Linked DNA regions of Mus musculus: all the other regions are linked to region 3. A link is a contact called in public HiCAR-type data. All regions are on one chromosome and are shown on one strand. The core of a region is the stretch at or near the end of the contact, and the rest is flanking DNA. Distances in the headings are between cores, read along the strand shown. Region 1 holds the start of Rap2b (RAP2B, member of RAS oncogene family). Region 2 holds the start of Gmps (guanine monophosphate synthetase). Region 3 overlaps Arhgef26 (Rho guanine nucleotide exchange factor (GEF) 26).

Evidence for each region. HiCAR-type assays count read pairs that join an accessible place to other places.
Region 1: a contact with region 3 is called in a HiCAR-type map of astrocytes, with 7 times the contacts expected there. The contact joins the promoter of Rap2b here to the enhancer-like site in region 3. A contact is called at or near these places in 13 of 39 promoter capture datasets (the 3T3-L1 cell line, 3T3-L1-derived adipocytes, the C10 cell line and 8 more), 4 of 484 Hi-C or Micro-C datasets (adipose-derived mesenchymal stem cells, cerebral cortex, embryonic stem cells and 1 more), 24 of 115 datasets of contacts at active chromatin or transcription factors (the NIH/3T3 cell line, astrocytes, bone marrow-derived macrophages and 18 more) and 3 of 9 other capture datasets (adipose tissue, embryonic stem cells and pancreatic islet).
Region 2: a HiCAR-type map of astrocytes shows a contact between it and region 3, with 2.9 times the contacts expected there. The contact joins the promoter of Gmps here to the enhancer-like site in region 3. A contact is called at or near these places in 4 of 39 promoter capture datasets (the 3T3-L1 cell line, the C10 cell line and liver) and 1 of 115 datasets of contacts at active chromatin or transcription factors (astrocytes).

Annotation. Positions count from the first base shown.
Region 1 is chr3:61,362,006-61,367,066 of GRCm38.p6, reverse strand. It overlaps Rap2b (RAP2B, member of RAS oncogene family), which reads right to left and starts at 2,560. Exons shown (of 1, transcript NM_028712.4): 1 at 1-2,560. The coding sequence starts at 2,010. The coding sequence ends at 1,459.
Region 2 is chr3:63,972,799-63,977,439 of GRCm38.p6, reverse strand. It overlaps Gmps (guanine monophosphate synthetase), which reads right to left and starts at 1,297. Exons shown (of 16, transcript NM_001033300.2): 1 at 1,130-1,297. The coding sequence starts at 1,156.
Region 3 is chr3:62,452,316-62,457,432 of GRCm38.p6, reverse strand. All of the region lies in intron 11 of Arhgef26 (Rho guanine nucleotide exchange factor (GEF) 26), which reads right to left. Among named protein-coding and RNA genes, the nearest start is that of Dhx36, 52 kb to the left of the region's middle. Within about 2 kb of position 3,327, at least 45 of the 459 cell types and tissues checked have an H3K27ac peak or open chromatin away from gene starts, as enhancers often do. A contact at or near this core is called in astrocytes, cerebral cortex, epiblast stem cells and 3 more, where this site is marked.

The DNA.
Region 1 (5,061 bases), core at 1,311-3,810, 1.1 Mb after region 3:
GAAACACAAAACCACAAATAGTTTGGGGTTTCTTTAAAAATGACAGTTGTATTAAAAGTCTTAAAATGAAGAGACAGTGACTAAATGAGTGGAATTAAAAGTTACAACTTGTTAAAATTCTTTTGGTACATCACAATAAAATTTTGCTCTTTGCCTCTGGAGGAACACCCTGTAACAGATAACAGACATTTCGAAAACAACAGAAAAGGAGAGCTAAAACCTGAAATTAGAACAAAATGAAGGGGGAAAAAATTCAAGACTTATGGACTTAACATTGAAAAAAAAAGCTAAAATTAATGAAGCAATTCACGGAATAACAGGTCCTATTCATCCTGGCTCTTTCAGGAAGATGCTTAAAGTAGTTTTGGGGAAAGCAGAACAGCAGATTCTGGGACATGGTGGGAATTCACAGGTTGGCACCGGCTGGAACAGCTGAGTTTGAAGGCACTCTGCAGACACAGGGGTGCTGGGCGCCCTGAATCACATTTACGAAGTCTTTGTATTGTATTTTTAAAAGCTAGTCAGCAAAATCTGTCACTGCCAACCACAAAAAAAAAAAAAAAAAAAAAAAAAAGCTATACTTACACTCATACACACACACACACACAATAGCACACACAAAAAATGTGCAGATTTGTAACATTTTTCACAGCTGATTAAAAAAAAATACTACCATTCTCCCCCCAGACTCCCCTTTGATACAGTAGGTAATCAAAATAGATTTTTTTTCCCCACAAATATCAGCAGACACTTCCTGGCACCCCACACTGTATTGGCATCAGTGTTAAACAGTCCCAGTTCACATGTGCAATACTTCAGATTGGATACACTGTAACAAGAACCCAACTTTGCATAGACATCCTCAGAATCGTAATCAGTCCCTGGGTTGCCCTTCCAAGCTGGCAGAAAAGGAACCCCTGGTCTTAATTTCTAAATAATCCTGGAAAACAAGGAAAAAAAGTTTCGTCCCCTCTTCTGGCTCCTTCATATGATTTTCTTGGACCTCTTTCCTTGTGTTAAAACTTGGAACTATGAACAGTTGCTCAGGGGAACCCTCCCCCACTGCCTCCTTCCCCTTCACTTCCTCTGCTTCGCCACCCCCATTTTTTTTTTTTCAGGTTTGAAACTTTTGCTTGCCGGTGTCAAGCAGCCAATACAGAGCCTTAATGGCTATTTAAACGGGGAAATATGCATGAACCAAAATCAACGAGGAACGTACACGCTGTATAGAGCCATTTTTCCACCGGGGTCTCAGATGCTCTGCAACGTACACCCTCTCAGACCCTGGCTGAAGGCTGGGGATGCTGGCTACACAAGTCAGCCAGGTTCCTCGGACATCCCAGCCAAGACAACAAAGTCGTCTCCAATCTCAAAGCAAGAAGACAATCACATTAAGAGAATCGGGTGCGTTTGGCTTTGTGCACAGAGCGTGGCCAGCGCCCGGCGGCAGACGGCGCCTCACAGGATCACGCAGGCCGAGCAGCAGCCCTCGTCGCCGTTGGGCTGTGCCGCGTAGTTCATCTGCCTCACGATCTCTGCGAATAGCTCATCCACTGAGGCTTTGTTTTTGGCCGATGTCTCCATGAAGGGGCAGCTCCACTCCTCGGCCAGGGCCTTACCCTCGCCATAGGAGACCTCACGTTCACCCTCCAAGTCCACCTTGTTGCCTACCAGGATCATGGGTACGCGCTCGTACCGCTTCACGCGGATGATCTGGTCCCGCATGGGCTTGATGTCCTGGAAGCTCTGCTGGTTGACCAGGCTGTAGACGAGAATGAAGCCCTGGCCATTCTTGATGTACAGGTCCCGCATTGAGGCGAACTGCTCCGTGCCCGCGGTGTCCAAGATCTCCAGCACCGACGGCGACGAGTCCACCTCGATCTCCTTGCGGTAAAAGTCCTCGATGGTCGGGTCGTACTTCTCGATGAAGGAACCTGTTACGAACTGCACGGTGAGCGCGGACTTGCCCACGCCGCCCGAGCCCAGTACCACCACTTTGTACTCTCTCATGGCTCCGTCGGCGCCCTCGTCGCGCCTGCCGCGGCCCCGTCGGGGCTGCGCGCCGGGGAAGGCTGGGCTGGGCGGACGGGTGGACTTCTCCCCTTCCTCAACTTCGCAGGAAAAACCCCGGCGAGACTAGCCCGGTAGCACGGGCTCGCCAACAGACTAGCAGAGCCCCGCGCCAGGCCGACCGGCAGCGGGGGCGCGTCCCTAGGGCGCGGGTCCCGGGCCCCGCAGCAGCCCTGTCGGAGGACCCTGAGGACAATGCGCGCAGCCGGAGCAAGACAACGGCTGGAGCTCTTCGCCCCGGCAGCCTGGGAGGGCCGGGAGGAGGTGGCGGCTGGTTGCAGAGGCGGCTGCTAATTGGGCGTCCGGCTGAGACACGCGTGGCATGAGTCCCCGCGGAACGTGCGTCCAGCTCCGCGACCCATCACTCTCTCTCCTCTGTCTCCCGCAGCCTCCGCTGGGCGAGGGCTTCCTACTCGCCGCGCGCAGCCCAGCCCTCCCCGCCCAGCCGAGCATGCCCAGTACGTCGCCCGCGGTGCCCCGCCCGAACTCCGCTCCAGCTTTTCCGCCGCATCGGGAGGGGGCGTGACAGAGGGTGTGGCAAACAGGGGCTGGGCGGGGCAGGGCGGGGCGGCGCGAATCTTGGAACTGGGCAGTCTTGCTTGTGTGTGCTTGTAAGTGGAAAGCTCGCCAAACCGAAGTCACCTCGGTCGGGGCTGTGCGGCTGCCGGCCTCCTATGGGGACAGCAGGCAGCAGCTGGCTGCGACCTCTTCGTCGGCTTGCGCTGTTAAAGGATAGACACTTGTCCCCGAACTCAGGCTGCTGCGCGCCTCTCAGGATCGTACACTTGCAGGGCATTTTTCAGGCCCCGGAAGGTAGCAGAGGTTCGTGCTCCCACTTGGCCCGGTGTTCCTCAGTTTCCCACGAAGAACTCGACCTGAGTCCCTGTCCGGACAAGGAGTTAGGGCTGGGAATCTGTGGAGAGCTGCAGCCTTCAGGGCAAGAGTTGCGGGGTCATCCTACGTCTCCCCCCTCCCCAACACCCCTTTGGTTAGAGCCAAAATATGGCTTGTGGATCGAGCCCCGTGGCTCCCGCACCGAGTCAGGGCATGCTCAGTCGGAGGAGCAGGTTTGGGGCTTGCAAGTAGGAAGGTTTCGCACCGCACACCCACACGCCAGCTCAAATTACCTCTCCCAGACTCCCAACTCATTGGCCCCAGGATGTGAGTCTCACACCCCCAAATGTTTTTCCATTGGCTGTTGCTGAGGTTTTGTCGCTTTAGACAGCTTCATTGGCTGCAAAGTCGCCTCCGCTCAGGATTGGTTATTTATAGAGATTGAGTGGAGAGGCGGAGGCCCAGCTGTTCCTTCTCCACTGCTCCCCGCCCCCTTCCACCCACTGCCCGGGCCTGTGCATCTGAAGCTGAGAGGGGAAAAGAAGGAATTTAGGTGGAGTGCTCCAAACTAAATATAGTCCTTTGTTGGTGTTCAGGAGGGAGTCTGACTTCTTTAAGCCCAGTCACGACCGTCCCTTAAAGAGAGCAACTAGAGCTCATTGCTGCTCCCCGTCTTTAAGAAACCCTGAAGTTCCTAACTTGATCTTAGCAGGAAGAAGGCTGGGATGAGCAATGAGCCACCGCAAGTTCGTGGCATCAGGGGAGGTGGGGCTGCCCGGGCTTGCCTCTTCCCAAAGCTCTGTTTGGTGGGGAGGGCAGTCTCAAGACTTGGCTCCGCTCAGTTGCACGGCGATGTGAGGTGACGCCTGGACTTGTCCCGAGTCTCTCTAGATCCTTGCTAGGAGAGATGTCGAGACCTGTCTGTGTACTGCACTGGCAGCGGGAGCCCGGGGGCACAGAGGGGTGGGGATCGGCTTTGTGTCGAGTCAACCAGGGTTAAGTAGCCAGGCTTGCTATCCCCCTGCCACTAGCCTCTGCTTTAAACGTCCTCACGGAAGGAAGAACCGAGCAGTGTTGCTTTTGGTTCCAAGTCACAGCGGTACTTAGGGCTCCATTTGGGAGTGAACCTGCTCCAGATTCTTGGCTGCGGCCCCGAGTGTCCACAGCCGCAAGTACCTGCCAGCAGAGCCAGGCAGAACCTCAGTATAATCCTGTGCCTTACTAAGGTGAAGTGCTTTCTCTCTGCCTTGGCTCTGCCTTTTAGTGGAGGAAGGGTTTTCATGGTCGACTACTGACTGCTTCGATATAATTATGCTTATATAATTCTTCAGAGAATTATCTCTGAAGCAAAACTTTAATATAGCCGGCTAGAACCCTGCCAACATTCTGCCAGTGTTTAATGCCTGCCAAGTGTTTTGCATGCACTATCTCAATTACCCCTTATAATAATAATTACTTATATGCCCATTTTAAAGATGAAGAAACTGAGGCTCCCAGGTGTTCAATAGCTTGCCTAAGAGTGGCAGAGCCAGGATTACAACCTAGGTGTTTGATTGTATAGCACTCAAAGGGCTAGTGTGCTTTCCCACAAAATTATCCCCAGCTTTTCTTCTCATGTAGAATTTCGTAATATAATCAGAGATGGACCCTCTGCTATGACCGTGCTTTGCACTCTTCTTGTGGAGATGACATCTCTCTGGAAGGCGCTTCCTCATCTACATTATGGCTCCAAGGGATGGAGACTCTGAAATATTTTTCTGTGTGGTGCCAAGCCCACCTCCAGGATCTTTTGGGGGACTCCCAACTCACCCATCTCCAGTTAATAATTCTTTGTTGGGCTGTGTGCTTTATTGAGGTGCTGTGGGCTCACAAAGGTGTGTTTCTTAGTAACATGAAAGAAAATGCTTCCAGCTTATATGTGTAGTCTGTCATTTCAAACTTTGGACCTCGCTCAGTGACGGCTTGGGTCATTGAACGAGTCCAGGGAGCTTCCTAACCTTAGTTTGTCTATCTATAAAATAGTGATTATGAAATTGGCCCTGCCCGCAGGACAGTACTAGGTACCTTGAACAGCAGTGCCCTCTCTTTACAGCAGAAAGGTGAGCAGAGTCAGAGCCTTGGTGTTCTGGCTGCTCTCTGCAGCAGTTTGGTGCATTC
Region 2 (4,641 bases), core at 48-2,547, 1.5 Mb before region 3:
AAAATATTCTTCTAGATCGCAGTAGGTTCTATAAAACCGCAGCGAACTCATCCACCATAAAGATGAGTTCCAGTGAGTTGTAAGATTAAAAATTAAAGACAAATGTACAAAACTGTAAGGTGAGACTTATTCTTCAGACCATGACAGGTGCCTAGGTTTGAAAATATAGGAGCTACCTAATAATGTTTATTCATTTGTTCAACACAGGTTTTTGAATGATTCCTACATATTAAGCAGCCATTCGCGAGTTTGTGACACTTAAGCTCCATGTTTGCAAGGGCAGAAATTATTCCTGGCTCTAGAACAGCTATCCAAAAGTTTGGAGTTTCATACACCCGAAGAGAAATTTAACCAGATTGCTAAAGCTAGGTCACAAGCATGCACAAGCGTGATGTACACCTTGCTAAAGTAAATTATATTCCAACACCGCAGTTTCTCGATGACAAAACTGACTTTGTGAAGGTCAGAAAGCTCTCCAGGTCAAAGACGATTAGGTCGGAAGGGAAAGGGGACCAATTCAGACCAGGCAATTAAGAACGATGTCTAAGGCTGGGAGTTGGAAGCCACAAACGGGCATCAACGGCCCAACGCTCTCGCGTCTTGGCTAACGCAGTTAACTTTTTCCAGCACCCGTGGAGAACCTGGCTCCCAAGAAAAGGCCCCAAAGGCGGGAAAATGTCCCCGAAAACTAGCACGTAATACACGAGACAGAGTGCGCAGGAGCAGAACCTTTAACTCTACCCCTCCGAGGATGGCGGGAGAAGAGGGTGAGAAGCACACCTGGGCCCAGGAACAGAAGCTGTGGTCAATAGAGTCAGAAAGGCCTGCACTAGGCTGGAAAGAATACAGGCCCGCCTGGCCGGACCGCCGCAGGCGAGGCCCCGACCCTGCCCTGCGGTTGAAGGGCCCCGAAGTCCCCAAGAATCGCGGCCCACAGCCAGGTCGCCTCTCCGCTGGAACTCGATGCTTCACTAGCAAAGCCAACAAAGCGCCTCGGATGCAATAAAGCCGCGCCGCAGGCCGGGCTGACACATGTAGAGCGCCACTGACCCGGCCGAGGGAGACGGACGGACCCCCAGGTCTCGCTCACGCTGCCGGAGGGCGGCAGAGACGCCAATCACAGACTGACCTTGGAATCTCCGTTGCACAGGGCCATCGGGGACCAACGCCGCGGGTGCAGACTGCTGGCAAGGCCTGGACGCCAGAGGCTCAACACCGGGACCGGCAGAAGCGTGAAGAACAAGAGCAGCCCGGAACCTAACAGCGGCCTCAGAACACAGAAGCGCGCGCAGGCCCTGCCTCCAGCTTCCGCCCGACCTCCTCTAACCGGCCCCGCCTCTTAGAGGCGGGACCATGCAAGCCCCGCCCTCGTCGTCACCCCGGGAAGATAACACCAAACCTACCAGAAAGGAAAGCATCAGCCATGCCCCCAGTCTGGGCAATAGAACTGGATGTGATAGCTGACAATAATTAAGTAGTGGCTACATACCACCTCAAACTTCAAGTTTTTATAAACTGCAAGATACATTTAAGTAATGGATTCACCGTGTCACAAATAGTGGCTCAATTTTTCTGGTTTTTTTTTGTTTTATTTTGGTTTTGTTGTTTTTCTAAATAAGGTCACTCAGCAGACCAGGCTAGCCTCAAAGTTACATCCAGCTGCCTCTGACTCCTAAGTGCTAAAATTAAAGGTGTGTGCCATCACCTCTGTTTTTTAACAATAAGCTGTAGATTCCTCAGAGAGCCTACCTTGTTGAAGAAATTATATTTATTTGATTGCCTGTTTAGTTTTTGTTTGTCTGTTTCTTTTTTCTTTTGTAAGAATGTATGGTAGCCAGTCACCACCTTTGATCCCAGCAATCTGGAGGCTGAGGCAGGCACATCTTAGTTCCAGGCCAGATTTTTTTTTCTTTTTTTTTTTTTTTTGGTTTTTCAAGACAGGGTTTCTCTGTATAGCCCTGGCTGTCCTAGAACTCACTTTGTAGACCAGGCTGGCCTCGAACTCAGAAATCCGCCTGCCTCTGCCTCCCGAGTGCTGGGATTAAAGGCGTGCGCCACCACGCCCGGCTCAGATTTTTAAAAATAAGGAAAGAAAGTAATTAAAAGAAAAATGTTCAGAGGCTCTTGATCTCTCTCTCTCTCTCTCTCACTCTGGTGCCAGAACAGCCAGGGCTATACAGAGAAACCCTGTCTCAAAAAAAAAAAAAAAAAAAAAAAAAGAAGAAGAAGAAAAGAAAGAAAGAAAGAAAGAAAGAAAGGGAAAAGGGAAAAGGGAAAAGGGAAAAGGGAAAAGGGAAAGGGAAAGGGAAAGGGAAAGGAAAGGAAAGGAAAGGAAAGGAAAGGAAAAAAGAAAACCCAACATCCTCCCATGGCCTCAGTGCCTATAAACACATGTACACATAACCCCCCCCCCCCCAACACACACACAATGAAATAAGAACTTTTGCAAGCAACAGCAAAAAAGAATGGCTGATGTGAAGGAAGAAGCCAGGTGTCATTGGTGTCCTAACACTTGCTAGTGCATCCCTGTGAGTTGGAGGCCAGCCTAGGACACATAGAAAAAGACAGGAAAGGAGAACTGCTGTGGATGATAAAGGACACAGATAGGATTTATGATAAACTATCAAGTAATAAAAGCTGGAAATGTTAAAGAATCATTTTCAGCTATCATAACAATAGTAAATTAGGACATGAAATATTAGTAGATGCTAAAATTAAAGAGTGGAAGATAAGAAGCAAGTTTTATTTATACTGTCACAGAGTATCTTCCCACATTATTACTTATGCAATGTAAAATAGCAAATTTTTCTGTCTTTGCTTGTTTTTGAGTAGAGTTTCACTGTTAACCCTTGATAGCTATGAACTAGACATGATCCAACTGCATGAGCCTCCCAAGTGTATATGCTACCACATCTTACAAAATTTAGCAACTTTAGAAGTGCCTCAAGTCAGCCTTTCTTGAGTGATCAATATGAATATCACAAATAGTACAGTAGGTCAGTGTCATGTCTCACTTGATGGTCTAAATAAAATGAGGAGAATGTTACTGTAGTTCTGCCTAAAATTCATAAAAGAAAGGAACATCAATTAAAGACACATTCCACAAAATAACTGGCCTATGATTATATCCAGTTATTTATTTCTTTATGAAAACAATACCTCTAAACCTGATCATTAAAGGAGACTTTTTTCTGCAATTAGGGCAGAGTTTATCCATCAAGAACATCTTTTCTCCGTGATAGTGTATTAGCTGAAGCAGTCTAAAGGCTGCCTCTACCAGGCCGAAGATAGAGTAGCCCAAAGGCTGGGACTTAGAATAATCTGTTCTAAAGGCTTTCTCATTCATACTTTTGACATGGCTTTGAGAATATCTTTTGAGGGCGGGAACACTTTGACCCTCAGAGCATCTTCAGCTCGCTGCAGCCTCTCCCTTACCTCTGTATCAGGTCTGAATTCCCAGGGAGAGTATTCTAGGTTGAAGCTTATAGCCTCTTCTAATTTTCTTTCCTGTTAACATACTAAGAATGGAATCTGGGGCTTTCATTCCCAGCCTCTGTAGCCTTTTCTAATCTTGCTTTAGCTTGCAAACAAAATTGTTTCTCTGCCTTTTATTCATTGGATGAATTACAATCCAAGCATAGATCCATTTCTCATTGCTTTAAAAAACTTTATGGTTTATAGAACCATGTAAGATTCCAGACAGCCAAACTAATTCTGAGCAAAAATAGCAATGATGGAGGAACTGCTATCCAAGACCTCAAGAAATACTATAGAGTCATAGTAATAAAAAAAATATGGTGCTGGGCATGGTTATGTAGAGGCAGGTGGATCTTTGCGAGTTCGAGGCCAACCTGATCTACAAACTGAGTCCAGGACTGCCAGAGATACACAGAGAAATGCTATCTATAAAAAAATAATTAAAAAATCAAAAAATCAAAACAATGAGGACAAACAACCACACATAGCTACAACCATCTGATATTTGATACATTAGCTAAAAAGTGGGATCTTTCACAAATGGTGCTGAGAAAACAAGATGTTCATTTTGTGTGTGTGTGGTGAATGTTTTCAAGACTTTTATTTTTTTTAATTAGGTATTTTCTTCATTTACATTTCAAATGCTATCCCAAAAGTCCCCCAGACCCAAAGATGGCCTAGTCAGCCATCATCAGGAAGAGAGGCCCCTTGGTCTTGCAAACTTTATATTCATTTATTTTTTTAAAAGAACAAAAGAAAAACTGGAAAGCATAGACCCCTCTCTATCGCCTTGCATGAAAACTAATTCCAAACGGGTGAGAGACCGAGATGTCAAACCTGCCACGCTGAAACTGCTAGGAAAAATCACAAGCAGTGGCTATATGATGTAGGTGTAGGAAAGGACTTCCTGATAGGACTCCTGTTGTCCATGAACTGAGGCCAACAATTTATAAGTGGGACTTCATGAAACTGAAAAGCTTCATGCTTCACAGGTAATGAAACAATCAAGTGAGAGAAGGGGATCTGCCATCGTGTGTGGTAGAGAACATAATGACATCCAGAACACACAAAGAACTCAAAAATATCAAAGGAAAAAAAAAGAACAATGACCCATTTTTTTTAAAAAATGGGTGTGGGATCTAAACGAGAGTTCTAAAATAAAGG
Region 3 (5,117 bases), core at 2,078-4,577:
CTCCATTCACTATTGCCTGTTAGAAACCTTGCCTTTTGCAGTTGCTGAGAAGGCTCAGAAATGCACTTGCTATTGTGGAGGACTTCAGGTTCAGTTCCTAGTACCCACATAGGTGGCTTACTGCCTATTACTTCAGCTCCAGGGGATCTGATACCTCTGGCCTCTTCTAACACCCACACTCACATCACACATCCACACAGTTATGTGCCTGGCTAATTAGATTCTCTCCAGAGCACAGCTTAGTGTAACTGGTGCTCAGTAAACATCTGATTATAAGAGAATCATATTAATAATCACAAGCTGAACCTTGATCAGTTGTTTGCTGCTATTACCAGATCATAAACTCTGACAGGCAGGAGACTGCCACAAGGTAAAGGCCACTCTTTGCAATATAATGAGATTGACTTAAAAAGCCAAAAATAAATAAATTGGTATATGTTTAAAAGTAAAATAAATAGATAATGCAATTAGGATGCAACATGTATACTGAGTTTAAAAAACAAACAAACAAACAAACAAACAAAAGATGCAAAGAGGGGGTTGAGATCATTCAGAGCCTATAGCTCTGCCAGGCATGAGTGTGGATCCCCAGAACCCATGTAAAAGCTGGATGCTGTAGCATGGGTACCTGCAATCCCAACTCTCCTACAGTGCATGGGAGGCTTGGAGAATCTCAGGACTCCTTAGGGTCACAGAGCCTAGTATACACAGTGGCAATGAAGCTCAGTCACTGGGGATAGCCCTCTGACCCACACACTCTGGCATGTGCATCCCTACATCCACGTAGAGACTGACGGAAGTGAGGCTTCATGCAGTAACACACAATTGCTAGAAACTGATGATACCATCTTGCTTCCAAAACTTCTCTAATACAGAGAAAGTGCTCTATCTTGGTTTTGTAAGGAATAAGTAACATATATAGCTTCCTTGAAACCAGTTCCCATTAAAGACTTTAAATTGTGCTGTTTGATGGGGAAAGATCCTTACTATGCCACAAGCTGCACTGGAATTTCCAAAGTACAATGCCAACTAAAAACTAAGATATAGCAGAAGTTGTGTGGATCTCCAAGAGCAGTTTCCATAGCTCAGTGGTTGTGCCTCTCTGTGCCATACCAAAAGCAGGGCAGGCCTTTGCCCCATGTCTTATCCTGCCCAAACTGCTGCCTTCCCAGAGCACTGTGGGACAGAATCTTTCACACAGGACTTTGCAGACAAGGCCAGCAGCTGCCCCCTGCCACTGAGGTTGAGCAGTCCAGATGAAATCATTCACTCCTGTGCCATGCTGTCTGGGTACTAATGGCATCCTGTAGACAGTGTGGCCCCTTGCTGGGACTCCAGAGGACAGAACAAGACACTTGTTGTTGCCCTTGCTGAATGGAGCTGTTTCTTGAAAACATTTCAATTGAGTCAGTACCACCCCCTCTCAGAAGCTGTCAAACCACACCAGTTCCCCTGGGGCTTCTACATGCCTTGCCAAGGAGCTGGCCCCACCAGGGAACTGGAAGGAGTGTGTCTCTAAAGCAGGAGCCGAGCACTTGCTAAAGACAGAAGCCTAAAGACAGGAAAGCCATTATTATTAAAGTCCATGGCTCACTCTCATCTACTCTCTCCAGTTACCATATGAAACAAGAGGCATTTGCAACCTACCACACAGGCAGTTCAGACTATTTCCTTTGCCCTGATACCTGTGGCGTATCAAATCCCAAGATATAACGAATCCTTCAAGCAAGCTTCACTGAGTGTACGGGTACTACACTACGCTGGGGTTCATTGCTGTTCATAGCTCTTCATATGATGGAGCAGACAAGCAGAATAAAACATGATCAAGCCCCAAGCAGTGTTCAGTGTGCTGGGAAAGATGCTCCTGAAGCCACATTTGACGACAGAGGAGAAAAGACCAAGTGGAACAGAGACTAACAGCCTTCCCATGGCCACCTAGCTTTGCATGGCACTAGAAGATGCCGTGGAAGACTCCTCATGGGGAGTTACAGCTGAGCCCCTTGATCCTATCCTTTAACTGAGTCATACACATGGTGGGTTTAAACTTGATTGCAAAAAGGTTGCAGACACAGAAATCCAATTTCTCACCACATCTGCCAAAGGCTGGATAAGTATTAGAAAGAAAAGCTCTACAATAACAGCACACAGTGCAGCCTCAACTCTGCTGGCGATCCCAGCTTTTAGGAGGCTGAAGATCACTGCAGCTAGCATGAGCTTCATTACAAACCTTGTCTCAAAAATAAGTATTAAGGGCAATTTATTTTTCCAGCATTTTTAGAATAGAAGTGGTCATTGAGAATACAAGAGATGTTAATCAGACTTGTAGTTCTGTCATCCCTACCCCAGGAAAGTCAGGGCTGGTACTGTTAATAGGTAATACTGTTAATAATAACTGGTGAAGTTAATAGGCTTCGTGTGAAATATCACTTGTTCAGAGTATCAAATGAAGGCTTCTATATTTTGGTCACCCACCCAAGAAGGGCTTGTGGCATTGTTGTGTGCTGTTTAAAATATTCTGCTTCTGGGGGCCAAAGAGATGGCTCAGTGGTTAAGAGAACTGGCTGCTAATCCCCAGCACCCATATAGCAACTCACAACCATAACTCCAGTACCAAGGGATCTGGCACTTCACACAAACATACATGCAGGCAAAACACCAATGTGCATAAAATAAAAATAAATACAAATCTTTAAAACAACGTTCTGCCCATTTCTCCTTAAAATATCTTGTTTGTTTATGAAAGGTACTTTTACGAAAGGTGACTATAATTTGAGTTGGAAGAAAGGGAACAGCACCCCTTGAATGTGAAAGATCATTTTCAGACCTAGAATCTAGATTCAAAAAGGAAAAAGAAAAGAAAAATTGCAACCCGAACTACATTTTCTTATATAGACTGTCTACTTTATGTTGTGATTTTCCCAAAGGAAGAAAGAATATGATTGCCTCTGAGATCCCATTTACAATTCCATCCCATCCTTATACTTCCTGTTGAAATTAAATCATTAACTGAAGCAGGAAGAGGGCAAAGCTCCCTGCCAACAATGCCTCTTTGTCAGAGCCCAGCTCCCGGTCTGGGTGGCTGACAGCACAGCTACATTCATTAGGCTCCCAGCTTCTCTGCAAAAGAAATACAAGAAAGGACCTCTGACTCTTGTTTATGATGGCTCTGTGTATCCTACAGTTACATGAATGGTTGAAAAGACCTTGCGTGCCCCCCCCGCCCCCCACTGATCACATAGTAGATATCTCATCACTGCATACATTGGACCCAAAGGGGAATCCAAATTCTACTGCAAATGCAGGAAGCCAAGGATATCACTTGCTACAGCCTGTTGGCCTGTGGGAACTGCAGCTGTCTGTGCCTCATTTTAATGAAGGTAGACAAAGGGGACTCTCCATCTCCCACATTCTTCTTGAAAAGCCCAGAAGGAAAAGAGATGAGAGTAAAACATTCCTCCCTTGTCTTCTCAAGAAGAGTAAGACTGTCTTTTTCAGAGTGTTATCTGGTTAGCAGTACAGTGACTTACGGTCCATGACAGGCAAACACAGAACACCGTGTACACAACTAAGATGCCCATTCTACAAAATAGTCAGCAGGGTTCTTATGAACAAAAGTGAAAACCAGGAGAAACCTGGGAGTGGGAAGTGGCCTTGGGGTTGTTCTAGCAACTTACAGATACCAGAAAACTAGGAAGGGGCTAATAGGAAGTAGGACATCTAAGATGTTGGGGGAAGGGATTTAGTTAGTAGGACATACATGATATGAAAGTGGTGAGACAAACAGGATAGGAAGTTTAAGTACTGATGGTGTGGAGGATTGGGAAAATAAGGGCATGAGGGAGAGTAGTCAAAGTGACTAGTGAAACAGGCATATTGAAACCAATAAGCAAATTAAAATAAATAAGAGAAGGGAGATCTCCTTCTTAGTGAGAGAATGCTCCTCCTAGAACCATGATTATTAACAGGAACCCCAGTATCACATGTAGATCTCTATCCCCATTAACACAGGGGCAGTGAAACCCTGCCACCAGACAGAAAAACAGGTAAGATAGAAACAGAGTCAACACCCACCACCTCCAGTAAATCTCACAATTGAAATGGTAGGCATTAGAATCAGTTCCCTGACAATCAGTCATGTAGAATAAAAACCTAGAGTTCTCCATGCTAATAAGGTATCTAGATAGGCTCGGAGTATCTAGTCAATGAACTTCCTTTCCTGGGCATTCCATCCTGCAGGAGGTATTTAATCTCTGGTTCACCCTGGGGGTGATCCTTTGTTGTAAAGAATGCTGCCTAGATCCCAGAGAAGGCCGGCCTTCCTTTCTTCCAGTCCCTCCATACCTTGGCACTCATTGGGAAATTAGTCAAATTCCTTCAACCTGGGCTCAGCGTGGGTAGCGGACCTGTTCCCAACTTCTCAAAGTTCACAGCAGCATCTGGGTACACAGGAGTTTAAGAAGCATAGGATCTGTCCCAGATCTCTTGCCCAGAAGAACAGACTGAGACCTCTGTCTTAGACTGCATTCTGCCTTCCCTGAGCGGCATATCTGCCAGCATCAAGGCACAAATGGACAATGTATCATGACTGCAAAATACAGGGAAACAAAGGCAGAACAAAGCAGAAAGCATCTTCCCTGCTGACTAGCTTTCATAATGCTAAAGAGTGCTCTACAGGCTACTAGGAGAGAATGGCACCAACTGTGAACCTTATGAACCAACAACCAGGCAAGATGTACTCACTACTGAAATAATGGCAAAACCATTACAGGGGCAACCATTGTTCTTTGATTGGATTCAGGACTTGTTCCGCAAGAGAAAATTCATGACTTATAGTATGAGCCTAATCAAAACCCTATAACTAGGGAAAACATAGGCCATAAGAGGCCTTAAGAGGCAACCTACTACTGCTGTTTAGTTAAACTGACACAATTGTCAAACTGTTGTCTAAACATGTTTATACCCATAGACAAATGCTGCTTTCAGCCTTAACTAGAGAAGCTTCTCTTCACAGTACATGTACATGAATTCAGAGATGGTTGGCTGCTATATTAAGGGACAGTTGAGTGGAGAGCCCTATACCACCACTTTATGGCTCAGAATATACTGAAGGAGAAAGT